Regions from separate parts of the Zea mays genome. Here region 1 is linked to region 2. A link is a contact called in public Hi-C data. All regions are on one chromosome and are shown on one strand. The core of a region is the stretch at or near the end of the contact, and the rest is flanking DNA. Distances in the headings are between cores, read along the strand shown.

Evidence for each region. A called contact is a pair of places that touch in the nucleus more often than the background predicts.
Region 1: a Hi-C map of leaf shows a contact between it and region 2, with 6 times the contacts expected there. The contact joins the promoter of LOC103631716 here to the promoter of LOC100192089 in region 2. A contact is called at or near these places in 3 of 25 Hi-C or Micro-C datasets (bundle sheath, ear and leaf).

Annotation. Positions count from the first base shown.
Region 1 is chr1:10,191,376-10,198,643 of Zm-B73-REFERENCE-NAM-5.0, reverse strand. It overlaps LOC103631716 (pheophorbide a oxygenase, chloroplastic), which reads right to left and starts at 1,469. Exons shown (of 7, transcript NM_001365161.1): 1 at 837-1,469; 2 at 512-747; 3 at 297-423. The coding sequence starts at 1,205. It overlaps LOC100282062, which reads right to left and starts at 5,185. Exons shown (of 3, transcript NM_001154975.1): 1 at 4,934-5,185; 2 at 4,773-4,833; 3 at 4,218-4,646. The coding sequence starts at 4,986. The coding sequence ends at 4,494.
Region 2 is chr1:10,036,928-10,044,086 of Zm-B73-REFERENCE-NAM-5.0, reverse strand. It overlaps LOC100192089 (CHY-type/CTCHY-type/RING-type Zinc finger protein), which reads right to left and starts at 2,624. Exons shown (of 12, transcript NM_001137512.1): 1 at 2,447-2,624; 2 at 1,335-1,444; 3 at 1,131-1,218; 4 at 977-1,036; 5 at 585-617; 6 at 226-484; 7 at 64-104. The coding sequence starts at 455.

The sequences.
Region 1 (7,268 bases), core at 220-2,719, 160 kb before region 2:
CATTTCTGAGGAATTTCAATGCAGCATAAGTAAAAAAGAATAAAACTATGATGCAAAAAAAATATATGGGTACATCCACAGTTAAGATCTAACAGTTAGTTAAACTTGCACACTGGCAATCAGAAACGATAAGAGGCCTACACAATTAAACAGTATTGAGGTGGTGATTTTTTAGCAAACTACACAAATTGGTTGCAACAAAACATCTTTCCTCGAATCACCAACTTTCAACTGAAAAATACTATCATGGTGCTTAAGTGTGGCAAGCAACTAAGCTTTCTCACTGTACCAAGTACCTTGTGGTGAGCAAATTCTATATGGGACGGATCAGAGACGTTCTCCATCAACGTATCATAACCATAGAACAAGTCCCTCTGGATTGTCACCGTGGAGAAGGCCGGGTCCTCAAATTCTTTCGGCAACCTGAAACCAAACAAGATCGAATTCAGACACCGAAATGCAAAACTGAATCCAACCAATTAGCCGCAGTCCAAAGTCTGACTCTACGCACATTGGAGGCTTGGTGGCGGCCGCTTTCTCCCACCCATTCTCATCGGGCCACACGAAGAGCAGCCCCTGGGAGACGAGGGTGGGGAACTTGATCGCGCACGCCTTCGGTGACCGCACCGCACGGGCCTCAGGACCCTCGGGCATGGCCTGGGGGATCTTGGTGCAGGCGCCGGAGCCATCGAATGACCATCCGTGATACGAGCACTGCAAGCACCCCGTCTCATCGATCCTGCCCTCCTGCACATGCCCAGACCAAAATTAGCCGAAACGAGGAAGAGATCCGGTAGGACACGGATGAGGCGAGGAAGGGATGCGGGTCGCCGTACCGAGAGCGGGGCAAGGCGGTGGGGGCAGCGGTCGTCGAGCGCGACCCACTCGCCGGACTTGGGTTCCTTCCAGATGACGAGGTCGCGGTTGAGGAGCTGGAACGGGGTGGGGCGGCTGGGGTCGAGGTCCTCGACGAGGGAGACCGGGTACCAGTGATCCCTCCACGAGAACTTCTCGCCGGACTCGGGCGCCGACGTGCTCGGCTCCGCCTGCTCCGCCGCTTCCCCTGGGACGGACGTCGGCGCCGCCACGCGGAGGCGGGTCCGAGAACGACCGCCCACGCGGAGGCGGCCTCCAGCCAGCGGCACGGCGAGCGAGGGGAGCCGCGGCGTCACCAGGAGCGACAGGGCTGGGATTGTCGCGCGCATATTCTCCCCGCACGTGTCGACGTGAAGTGAAGTGAAGAGGTTTTGGCTTTCGCGTTGGGAATTCTTCGCCGCGCTGGCTATATGCTTGGCGGCCGGAGTCGGTGGTTGGAACGGTGCAGATCTTCTAGACTGGGCAAGAACAGAGTTCTGCCACGGCAACGGGGAGAAACCTGGTTTTGGCGCAAGAAAACCAGTGGACAAACAAGAAAATTCCGGGATTTTCCCACGCTGGGGAGTGAACGCGAGGGAAGAACTAGTAGGGCTGGGCAAAAAACCCGTAACCCGAAACCCAAACCTGGAATACCCGAACCCGAACCCGAAATACCCGAAACCCGAATTTTGTTTGGGAATTTCGGGTAGCAACTTGCAAAACCCGAAATTATTTCGGGTAATTCGGGTATCACAATCGGGTACCCGAAATACCCGAATTACCCGAACTTTCATGTGTCATGTACTCATGTCATGCTTAATAATTAATTTGTACATCTATAATTATGTGTAAGTGTGCATAACTTGGGATTGTAGATTGTTTGTGTTTTATATGTCCATGTATATCATTATTCAAACTATATTTTTATACTAATTTAATAGGGTGTATGTGTTTTTATGAAGCCAACACAATAGTTCGGGTAGTTTGGGAATACCCGAACCCGAACCCGAAATTCCGGGTACCCGAAATTCCGGGTATTGAAAAATCCGTTGTAATTTCGGGTATTGATTCTCAAAACCCGAAATTTAAAAAACTTGAATTACCCAACCCGAAAATTTCGGGTAACCCGAACGCCCACCCCTAAGAACTACTGATACGGTTCGGCTAGGGAGAATACATTGTACACATGGTGAGCGCAGTGTGGTTGCGTCACGGCAGGGAAGGGAGGAAGGGCGGGGAAGGAGGACAATTGTACGCGACCACGCATGGCGCTTTGCGGCATTTGTGCGGTGGAGCTTGCATTGGGCCAGCTAGCCGTCCCCACCGGGACGAATGCGCCGCGCGGAGGGGAGACCTGACCGGCGGTGAGAACGACACGAACCCACCCGTGGGCCGTGGCGGAATCCACCCCGCCGGATGTTTGCAATTCGCATCTTGCTGAGTAGCTACAAAGTTGAATAGATCAAATTCGAATTTGTTTACCAGTTCTACTACTACTTCCGTCCCTCAACCTATAGTAACCATTATAAGAGCATCTCAACTCATTTCAAAAAAACTTTCTAAATTCAGATTTAGCGAGCTGCTAAATATATACTGAAAAAACTGTCAAATCAGTTTTTCTAATTATTACTTGGAATTTTAAATTTAGTTTCATTTGTATGGTAAAGCTATCTTTAGACTTGTCAAATGAGGATGGTACATTTATAATTTTCGCGGCTTAAATCATTTAAAGTGTGTCACTTGTATACGAGCGCGATCCCGATGGTAGGCAAGTGAGTTTGCGATGCAGTTGACAAGCAAAATAGTTTATATGTAGATCTGGTTTAAATGTGATAATTATTTAAACATGTTCTAATAATACTAACTATAAAATAAGTCGACATATTTCAACTGATATCATTTAAATACTAAGGTAGTCATGCTATTTATCCGTAATAGTTTAAACCATGGTCCTGTTTGGTATAATTTTTTTTCTAAAGAATTTTTTTAAGAATCTAAATTTCTAGATAATCTAGCTGGCACGAGAATATAAATATCACGAGACTTGCGTTTGGAGAAAGATGAATATGTGTGCATGGTTTAGGTTTTAGAACGATGGAGTCTTCCTATCGTGACGACTTAAAGAAATATACATTCATATTGATTTAGATAGTTTTCACAGAAATGATACTCACATGAGCGGCCAAAAAAACAAAGCATTTGACTGCCACAAACTGATTGCGATGGCCATAATCTCCAGCCAGCGCTAGTGCCAACGTCCCGCCTTCCTCCTCCAACAGAACTGCGCGCGAGGAAAATACACGTGGGAACCAGCATGCGCAGAGGACGATTGGGAACAATGCTTGACGCGTAATATGGGGAGGGGAAGGGGGACTGTTGGGAGGCTCAAAACGTTTTTGGAGTTGATTTACGGGTTTTCTTGAAGATGCTCTAACCAAATATCCACAGCCACACCTCTGGCGAAATGAATCGGAATACTATCCACATATTAGAACGAACATGAACAAACACCTTGTTTAAAACAACTATGTGCGACATCAAAAGCTCTTAAGTTTGACTAGACTTACTAAAAATATAAGATTTTATATATTTTATTAAACCTATCATGTATCAGAAGTACTTTTATATAGTTGGTCAAGATTTTAAAAGATAGTGCTCTTCAAAAAGCAAGACATTTTAAAAAATGGAGATATAGTACTTTTTAGACGAAGAGAGTAGTAACTAAAATGTAAACTACTAGACAAAAGAATGTTGGCTCAGTCGGTGCAACAAAAAATAGAAACAAAATTAACCTTCTAGTTAGCATGCTAGGGCGCTAGGCTCTAACAAAAATTAGACATCATTAGTCCATATCCAGATTTCCTTATCTTTAAAGCCCGACGGAAACGGCCCCAACTAGCATATCATTCCGTGCATGCGTTCGATCCTTCATCTCCGTCTTCAATCGCTCCAGCTCAATAAGTCTCTAGATGTTTCTGACGGACATTTCGTCTTTTCTATGTTGGCTTCGTTTTTGGAGGACTTTCCATCTACTTAAATATGGTCACGCACAGATCTACTTAAATATGGTCACGCACAGATTTTCAAACACGGCTGTAACACGCGAGCAAGACACGCACAATACACTAGTGTATCATATCGTCAAAGAATATCTTGCGCCCTCAATGGCAGCCAAGATCCTAGGATAGTTTCTTCCTCAGCATGTTTGAATTTTGAAATGTGTGGTGACAATTGTAATCTCACATAGAACAGATTAAACATGATTCCAGCACTACCACATATCCAGATGTACCATATCGTCAAATGATATCTTGCGCCCTCAATGACAGCCAAGATCCTAGGATAGTTTCTTCCTCAGCATGTTTGAACTTTGAAATGCATGGTGACAATTTTAATCTCACATAGAACAGATTAAACCTGATTCCAGCGCTACTAACCAGAATCACAATCACAAAGATCACATCGCACAGATTAAATGTCAGCACAAACAGATCGCCACGCACACACCAAGTCGACCCAACTAGATCCCAAGTTTCCAACTAACAGCCAGAGGGATTAATCAACACAACAGCTACGCCCCTTTTAGAGATGAAAAGAGGGCTAGGGGTTTTTAACATTCCTGGTCGCCAGCAGAGGCTTCACTTGGGCAGCACATGCGCGGCAGCCGCTTCCTCCTGCTGCTGCTGGTAGTTGATCGGGCGGCGGAACAGCATGATGTGCGGCTCCGGCCGGTGGATCGCGTAGTGCACCCACCCGCGGCTCTGCTGCACACCCACCAACCGCCACTGCTTCTGCACAGGAGAGGGGGGGGGGGGGGGGGGGGGGGGATCCCCCACAAAGGCCAGGCATTAGACAACCAAAGCAACAGGACGAGAACGCAATCTATAGGAATGCGGGTGAAACTGCAGGCGTTTTACCTCGGAGAGAAGGATGTTCCTGGGGAGGAGCTTGGCGACCTCGGGCGGGAGGACGACGTGCCTGCGCGGATAAAGGGGATCCCGATAGGGTTTTGCCAACCATCAATGACGGAAAAGATGTGGAAGGGTGAAGATCGTGAAGGCGAGGGTTTCACATCTACCTGTATTCATAGGTGTCGTCGTAGTACTTCTCGGAGTACTGGATCTGCTCCATGTCTACCAAGACTTCTCGATCAACTTTCCTACAGAAAATCCCCAAACTTGCAGTGAAATCCCCAAGCCAACTACCGAATCGGGAAACGACCAGAACAAAGACACGACAGACAGAGGAACATTTCGCGGAGAAGACAAGAAATTGGAGGATTTGGGGTGAGAAGGCAACGGGCGTCGGGACGTACCTTATAGTATCTCCTACCATTCCCCCTCTCAAAGCCCCGCTATTTATACTTTTTATTCATATTTAAATATTATTTTATCTTCTCTCTTATCATTCTTCCTATTCAGTTTTCTTTTTATCTTTTAACTGAGCAATTTAACTTTTTTTACATTTGTTTTTGGAGTTTCAAAAAACACTGCCATATTTATAGTAATAATACACATTGTTATCTGCTAGTAAACTCAAAAATAATTAATTTCATAATTATTATTATTGATTAGTGGAGAGGGGAAGACTAGAGCTTCCCTCTCCAAGGGGGAAATATTCTCCACGCCCGCGAGAGGGCAGGCAAGGGCGCCGTTGGAGCGGCGAGGTGGCGTCCCCGCCCTCCATTCTTTCAGGTTAGGTGTCGAGGGGCACTGTTGGAGTCCCCCTTAGGGTTAATTTGGTGACAAGGGGATCCCGAGAGGATTATAGGGGATTGAGTGGGAAATAAACTAATTTCCCCCTCAATCCCCTTCGATCCTCCCGGGATCCCGGGTCACCAAATCAGCCCTTAGGGTATCTCTAACCATTCTCTCTCTCAAATCCCCCTAATTATACTTTTTTCATATTTACATACCTCCCCCTCAACTATTCTTCCCCCTATTCTATCCCTTCTCCAACCATTCCTTTTATTCAGCTCATCTTTATCATTTAACTAAGTTATTTGACTTTTATACATCAATTTTTGAAGTTTTAAAAAATAATAATGTATTTGTAGTACCATAATACATATTGTTATCAGATAATCACACCTGAAAATAATTAATTTCATAATTATTATCGTGGAAGGAAACGTTTCTCTCATCGGCGTGAGGGGGAGGGAGAGGGGGCAACGATGGAGTCGTTCATGGAGCTGTCGTACGCCGTAGCGAGGGTGAGGGGGAGCAGAGGGGGCGTCGTTGGAGTCTGCCTTAGTGGATACGGTTTTCACGGAAGAGTTTTGACACGAGTCACAACGAGGCCGAGGGGAGTGTAGCGTGTGTGGAGAGGACAGTAGCGCCTGGTACCATCGCAGCCCCACGTCATGCGCCACGGTAAATACGAAACAAACAATTCCGGGTCCCACGAGTACACATGGCTTTACCCTAGATAGAACGTTGGTATTACCCTTGCCTCGCGGCTCCTTCCATCTCTGGCCGACCCCTTTCCTGACCTATAAAAGGTGATAGAGCTGGAGTCCCCGATCTTTCGACGAGGTGGATAATTTTGATTGGTGGAGAACATGACTCGCGATCCGACTACGAACGAACAGGTCGTGGCACCTTAGCATTCGCAGAACCAATTCCAAATGGTTATTGACCTTGCTGGTGACAAGATCAACCTGAACACAAAGTTCTATTCCTACAATCAATTGAAGAAACAAGCAAGAACAAGATGTAGGCAAAACTGAATATCAATCACTCACGAATTGGGGTTCACGATGGATGTCCACGGGTGACCGTTGAGCACAACTGCAGTACTGAAAGGGAAATGGCCTCAACCATTTCCTATAATTGATTTTGGTGTTTGACAACCATCATAAACCTTATGGACTAACTATTTTGCCTAGTTGATCTTTTCTCAAATGCATAAAGTTCATATATACATATAAGGAAAGTGACCCTTGGACCAAGTCTATAAGTATGGGGCAAGACAGGATTGCACCAACCTGCGGTGCACCGGACTTTTCGGTGTGCACCGGACAGTCGGTGCCTAGGCTAGAGTGCCAAACAAACAGGTCGCTCTCGGAAAAATGCAGAGCCCCGCGGCTAAAAATCACTGGAATGTTCGGTGTGCACCGGACTGTCCGGTGAGCCCAGGGCCAATGGTCATCTTCGCCAATGTCAACTACCACGTGACTGCCATGGATCAGAAACGTTAGAAGTTTAGAAACAGACAGCGACGTCAGGTCGTACCGGACTGTCCGGTGCGTCACAAGAGCAGTCAAATCCAACGGTCGACTCCAACGAACGACTAACATAGCAGGCACCGGACACTGAACAATGTCGTGTCCGGTGTGCACCAGACTGTCCGGTGTGCCCGTTGATAGAAAGCCTAGCTAACGGCTAGGATAGTGGTTGGGGCTATAAATACCC
Region 2 (7,159 bases), core at 1,375-3,874:
TTAGTTCTTGCTCGAGAGGGAGAAAAATAGATGAACAGAATACTTAGCAGGAAACAACCATACCACATCTGCCACAGTGATAGAAATTCTCTGCGCCACCAGTCCTGCAAAAAAAAATAGAAATGATTATATCTAAGGTCAGCACTAACAGGAGAAACCAGAAGGTTAATACTCCATATTTCAGAAGGCTCATGACATTACTGAAAAAGATTTAACACTACTTGCCTGCATATGCCGCACCCATCGCAGTGAAATTGGTTCTTCGACACCTGAAATGCCAGGGAACGCGACAACAAAACCGGAGAAAACAGAAGAGGGAACACTTCTGAAATTACATCTAAATTAGCGCGTAAAATCCCATCGGCCACTTCGCTTAACACATCAAAAAAAGGGGGGGAGAGCTTACATCGTCGTCGAAGAAGTTGCATTTCGCGCAGAAGTATTTGCCGAGACATGCTCCGCAGTTCGCACAGTCTTGCTGCACCTGTCGACAGACGAGATGGGTTTTTTTTTTCATGTGGTGTGTGGCAGGTAACACCAACAGTGGCCGAAGAACACTGTCCCTGCTTCGTCAGGGAACTTACATCCTGTTCTTTGTTGCAGAGAGAGCAGATAACCTGTAATGTTCAAAAAAAGAAAAAAAGAGAAAGATAGGAGTAGTATCACTATACGCCACTGACAGAAAAAGGCTCATAATGATCCGGACGATTTATAAAGCAGAAAAGAAAGGGGCAGTGACTGATATCCGTTATCTGCAAGAACTGACGAAATGAAGAGCAAGCTAATCTGTATCTTGTGCAAAGTGTCCTATGCTGCTGGGATAATCGGTCCCCATGGGGCAGTATATCATATTATTTCTTTTTTTTGTTTCTAGTGTGAATGTGATTACGTGAATATGGGTTGGTTCTTTTGTAGTGGTCTCATGTATGTAGAGCAGGCCAATAAGAAAAAAACAAGGCCTCCTCCTGTCACTGACCAGCTTGATGTCGTGACGGGGAAGCACGTGGCGGTCGTGGACGCTGACCTCCAGCGAGTCCTGCAATGAGGAAACCAAGCTACCTGACTCACACCACTGGGGTGAATGAATGTGCATTTGGATGAAGCATGACCGATGCAACTCGAGACTTGACCTTGGCTTCGTTGTGGCAGTGCCTGCAACCAAATACCTCGCCGCAGCACGGCGCCCTTATCTTGCACCCCCTCCTGTAGTGCACGCACCTGGCGTCCCGGGATCACGCAGGCAGAGAGAGGTCGGTTGCAAAGAAGAGAGAAATTTAAACCATGCATGGGCATGGCCTAGCCCTAGCTTGGGAAATGGCGGCTTCACTGTTTACCCGTGTTGCTCTGGTCCGGCGTCACCGTCCATCGCTCGCGCCTTTCTTCTTTGTTGTTGCTGTGTTCTTTTCTGATCCCAGACTAGGATACCGTAGGTCGATGCATGCACCTGGACGAACAAAGGCAAAAAGGAATTCGTCAAAGAGAATTTTCAGAGCCCGCCTGCTTCTCTTCCAGGGCCGGCCCGGCCCTGAGGGTGTGCGACCGCTCAGGGCCCCCAAAGTCCGTAGGGCCCTCGTTTATCCATCTTATATCCAAATACATATACGTTACATATAAATCTCCATTCTCATTCTTTTGTTGCGTCTTTTTGATTTTCTGGCAATCATTTTCGAGGTCGCGCAACAGTCTGCTTGATGACAAATACTAAAATTGACGTGGGAAGGACAGAAGGTGTTGTACACATGTACCTGTCATGTTGCTTAATTCTTAATTCTAGCCTATCAGAGGGCCGACCCTAATAACCTACATTGCTTAATCCTAGATTAGTATGCTAAACTTTGTTTTAAGAAATTTTGCTCTAATGTATTTAGATTTGGTTTACTATGCATTTTAAGGTTTAGGCTAGTTTGACAAATTAAAAGTAAAAATACTCTCTTAAAAGTCAAAACAAATGCAGAGTTATATTACATAATTTGTATAATTTTACGACTCATAAACTAATGTAACAGTGTCTTCAGTCATATCATTTTGAATAAAATTGTGTAAATCATCAACTTCTTTTATTTTTTAGATATTATTTAAAAGTTGAAAAAATATCAGACTCAAACTTTGTATAGGGCCTTCATGTAAATTTTCGCTTAGGACCCCCGAAATATCACGACCGGCCCTGTTCTCTTCCCAAAGGCAGAGGCCGGCCAGACCTTAGCTTCACCTTTACCTCCTCTGCGTCAGCTTCACGACCGCGGCCGGGGGCTTGAAGGAGCAGAGCAGCCGTCCGTCCACCGGTCCAGAAAGCCCGCGCGTGGGAGAGAGAGAGAGAGGAACACAACTGCAGGCAACAAGAAAATAAAGCCGTGCCCGTGCTACGACGAGCTCTTGTCTTGCCGACCCACGAGGCACCGTCCCAACTCCCACGCGCACCAGTATTCCACCCCGTACCGTACCGTACCTGCGTGAGGCGTGAGCGCACCGGCGAAGGCGCGAAGCAGGGGGCAGCGCCGTGGCCGGCCCGGCGGACAGCGGTTGCTTGCTCTCGCTCGGCGCTCGCTCCCCGTGCCGCGCCGCGCCGCGCCGTGGCCCGTGTCACCGTGTGCAGGGGCGTGCTGCCAACCCAATGCCACTCCGCAATCCGCTGCACGACACGGACACGGACACGGGCACGGGCTATATAGCGCTAGGCGGGCGAGCAGGGCGCAGCGTGGCGTGGAACATCGCACCGGCACCCCCAAAGAAGCAGCAGGGAGTTGCGGTTGCGTCGTGACCTTTATGTGACGCAGTAAATAAGTAGCCTGGGAGTTGGCAAAGACCGCCGTTCATTTTTTCCTGGGCGGCGGCAGCGGGCGGCCTCGCGCACGCCGAGCGCTGCGGGCTGTTGAGGCGTCAGCGTCAGAGGCGTGCACGGGTGCGGCCTGCGAGTACGCGTCGTCGGCTCGCAGGAGTCGCTTCGCTTGCTGGATGCCTCCGTCGTGTCGTGCGAGCCCGAGCCCACTTATCAGCGGCACTCGATCCGCGTCTTGGCACGATGAGGAGCAGGGGAAATATGAGCAGCTGACCGAAGGGTCCCACGGATGCCACGTTGACCCCACACCTGATTGCCTTTGCCTCGGCCTTCCTCTGCCGCCCATCGATGCGTCACAACTTTTAACCAGCAGTACTCCTGTAGGACCTGTACGCTATCTTCTTGAGCGCTAAACCTGCAAGTTTGCCCCAAACAACATGGGGCAGAGAGAGAGACAGAGAGAATTGTTCTTCTTTTTAGCCCCACCATACGTGTGCTACAGGTGGTTTCTTCTCAAGAGAGGCCACTCTTGCTTTCTCGCGCAGGAAGCGACGGGCCTACGGAAGTGCATGCACGTACGTTTCTCTCGTAAACCTTCTTTTTAAGTTAAATGCGGCAGCCGTATTCCATACTACGCGTGGAATTCTTTTTAGAGCTAGTTTGTGAACACTGCTTTTTCTAATGGATTTTAATTTTTCTAAAACAAAATAAACTAATTTATCTACGAAAAATAAAAATCTATTGAAAAATAGGATTCCCAAACTAACCCTTATATTTAATATAATAATCCCGTCCCTTCCCTCTTTTATGAATGGATCTTTACTTATTTCTTCTCTCACGCTAACCTAGCTCGGTGTCCACAAGCGCTAAGGTCGGCATAATAGAATACATAAGGATCGATTTATTAACGAGAGAAAAGGTAAGAATGGGTTACAAAATCATGTCATACTGATATTGCTAAATTGGCATAGAAACGTTCACGCGACTGTCCAAGTTCGTAGATCTAAGTAACATATTCTTACCATTTTAAAGGCCGTGCACTAAGCCTTAGTTTGGGAACCATATTTTTCTCAAGTGATTTTCATTTTTCTAAGGGAAATTAGTTCATTTTCTCTATGAAAATTGAAATCTCTTAGAAAAATGGTGTTCCAAACTAACCCTAAAGGTTTTTTTGTTAAGCGCCCGTGGGAAGCTGAGTGAGACATGACTCCTCAGAGGCTCTACCTGAACCGGTTTATAGCGCAGTCGCGTAGATTCCATCACTCGTTCACCTCTAAATTTTCGTACTATATCACACTATGCAGCCAGATCATTTAGATTGTATCTATTATTATTTTTTCTTTCCACAGCGATTCACGGTAAATTCTCCCTCTATATCTCGTCCCAACTGTTGGGACTATGCTTCGTCGCCGAAGGTCTTGTAGGAAGAAGCAGCTTCGGCTGAAGCTGTCCGCATGAGATGACCGAAGGATCCTCTTCATGAAGCTTCGGAATTACAAACCGACTTAAAAGTAGAATGACCTTTTAGTCCATAAATGTTTGGGTCGCTGTTGTAATCCCTTATAAGGGGCATAATTGTAATTCCCCACAGGCTGTGTCCTGTGCCTATAAATAGTGAACAGTATTCCTTTACTGTTCACGGATTCCTGTATTTGCAATCGCATCATTCGGGAACCAATCTTTGCCAAGGCAGAGGTATAACTGTATTCAATGATTAAATATACTGAGTAGATATAATATGATTCGTTCATGATTCATTTACCTTTGATACTCTATATTTTATGTTATCTTATACAATCTATTAAAATTCAATTACGAAGATTTAACCTTCGTAATCGTATTGTCATCAACCTTCGTCCAAGGTCCATTAATCCCCAAGGGAATAATGCTTCGTTGGACGAAGGACATTAACATTTAATATTTTATGTTGCCTTGTTCTTAATTCAGAGCATTTGAGAACAAGTCCCCAACATTGGCGCCCACCTCCGGTCAACTCACTTCCACTTTTTGAGCTGATGGCTTCGATTAACGATCAAGCTGGAGCTGCTTCGGCCCCGAAGCTGGTGTTCCCGATAACAGGTGGTTCGTGCTCAGAACCAGCCAACAAAAAGCAGAAGAAAGAGGCGCAGAGAAGGGTACAACATGTTGGAGTGCAGGGACCCTTCATCAAGTCAAGATGGTCACACATTCCAATCACCTTCTCCCAAGAGGATCTTCAGCTCAAGGATTTTCCTCATAACGATGCTATGGTTATTTCTTGCGTTATCAAAGGATTTCTGGTCCATAATGTTTTGGTTGATACAGGCAGTGCAGCTGATATTATATTTGCTAAGGCCTTCAGACAAATGCAAGAGCCAGAAGACAAGATTCATGATGCTACACACCCTCTCTGTGGCTTCGGAGGAAGACAGATTGTAGCACTGGGCAAGATCACCATGCCAGTGACCTTCGGCTTCATCAACAACACCAGAACCGAGCAAGTTGTGTTTGACATTGTTGACATGGAATACCCTTACAATGCAATTATTGGTCGTGGCACCCTCAATGCTTTCGAAGCAATTCTTCATCCTGCTTACCTTTGCATGAAGATACCTTCGGATCAAGGACCCATTGCTATTCATGGAAGTCAGGAAGCTGCTAGAAGGGCCGGGGGAAACTGGACAGACTCAAAAGCAATCCATAACATAGATGGAGCTGAAGCTTGTGAACAGTACAAATTCAGAAGGGAGAAAGCAGCTTCAGCAGATCAGCCGAAGCCCACGCTCTTATGTGAGGACATAGCAGAGCAGAAGGTGCTGTTGGGCTCTCAATTATCCGAAGAACAGGAGAAAACCTTGATAAGGTTTTTGTTCAACAACAAAGATGTTTTTGCATGGTCAGCCAATGATCTTTGCGGAGTTAACAGGGATGTTATTGAACACTCGCTCAATGTTGACCCATCTTTCAGACCCAGAAAGCAGAGGCTTCGGAAAATGTCTGATGACAAGGCCGAAGGCGCTCGGAATGAAGTCAAAAGACTCCTCAGTGCAGGAGTTATCAGAGAAGTAAAGTACCCAGAATGGCTAGCTAACACTGTTATGGTAAAAAAGGCCAATGGCAAATGGCGAATGTGTATCGATTTTACGGATCTCAACAAGGCCTGTCCGAAGGACGAATTCCCATTGCCAAGGATAGACTCCTTAGTTGATGCAGCAGCTTCGTCAGAGCTTATGAGTCTTCTCGATTGTTATTCAGGCTATCATCAAATTTGGATGAAGAAGGAGGATGAGCCGAAGACCAGTTTCATAACCCCTAGTGGAACATATTGTTACCTTCGGATGTCTGAGGGGCTCAAGAACGCTGGAGGAAGTTTCAGCAGAATGACTGCGAAGGTTCTCCAGTCTCAGATAGGCAGAAATGTGCTAACTTATGTTGATGATATCATTGTAAAAAGCACGAAACAGGAAAATCACATTGTTGATTTGCAGGAGACCTTCGCCAGTTTTAGACAAGCTGGTCTAAAGTTGAATCCAGAAAAATGTGTCTTCGGAGTAAAGAAGGGGAAATTTCTTGGATGCTTGGTTTCAACAAAGGGAATTGAAGCTAATCCAAGTAAAATTGAAGCTATACTTCGAATGGAGCCACCAACTACAAAAAAGGGGGCCCAAAGATTGACAGGGAGGCTGGCATCTCTCAATAGATTCATATCCAGATCAGCAGAGAGAAATTTACCATTCTTCGAAGTGCTGAAATCAGCCGAAGTCTTTCAATGGGGACCAAGCCAACAAAAAGCCTTCGAGGAACTGAAGCAATATTTGATAGATTTAACAACATTAACTCCACCAACGCCAGGGGCTCCTTTGTTATTATATGTGGCAGCTTCGCATTCAGCGGTAAGTGCAGCACTTGTCCAGGAGAAGCTTGATGGCCAAGTCAAGAAGCAGGTCCCAGTGTATTTTGTATCTGAAGTTCTTAGTATATCAAATAAAAACTATACAGAATTGGAGAAGGTGTTATATGCTGTTTTGATGGCATCCAGGAAGCTTCGGCATTACTTTCAAGCATACAATATTGTTGTTCCTTCTTCACAACCGTTGAAGGATATTATGAGAAATAGAGAAGCTACTGGATGGATTGGAAAATGGGCTGCAGAGCTCAATGAATTTTGCATTGATTATGTGCATAGATCTTCGATCCAGTCTCAAGCGTTGGCAGATTTCATTGCTGACTGGACGCCAGGGGCTCAGGATGAAGAAACAAATAAAGATGCCGAAGTATGGACAATGTTTTGCGATGGGTCTTGGGGAACCTTCGGAGCAGGAGCAGCCGCTGTGTTGGTCTCACCATCCAAAGTTAAAACTTGTTATGCAGCAAGACTCGATTTTAGTTGTACTAACAATATTA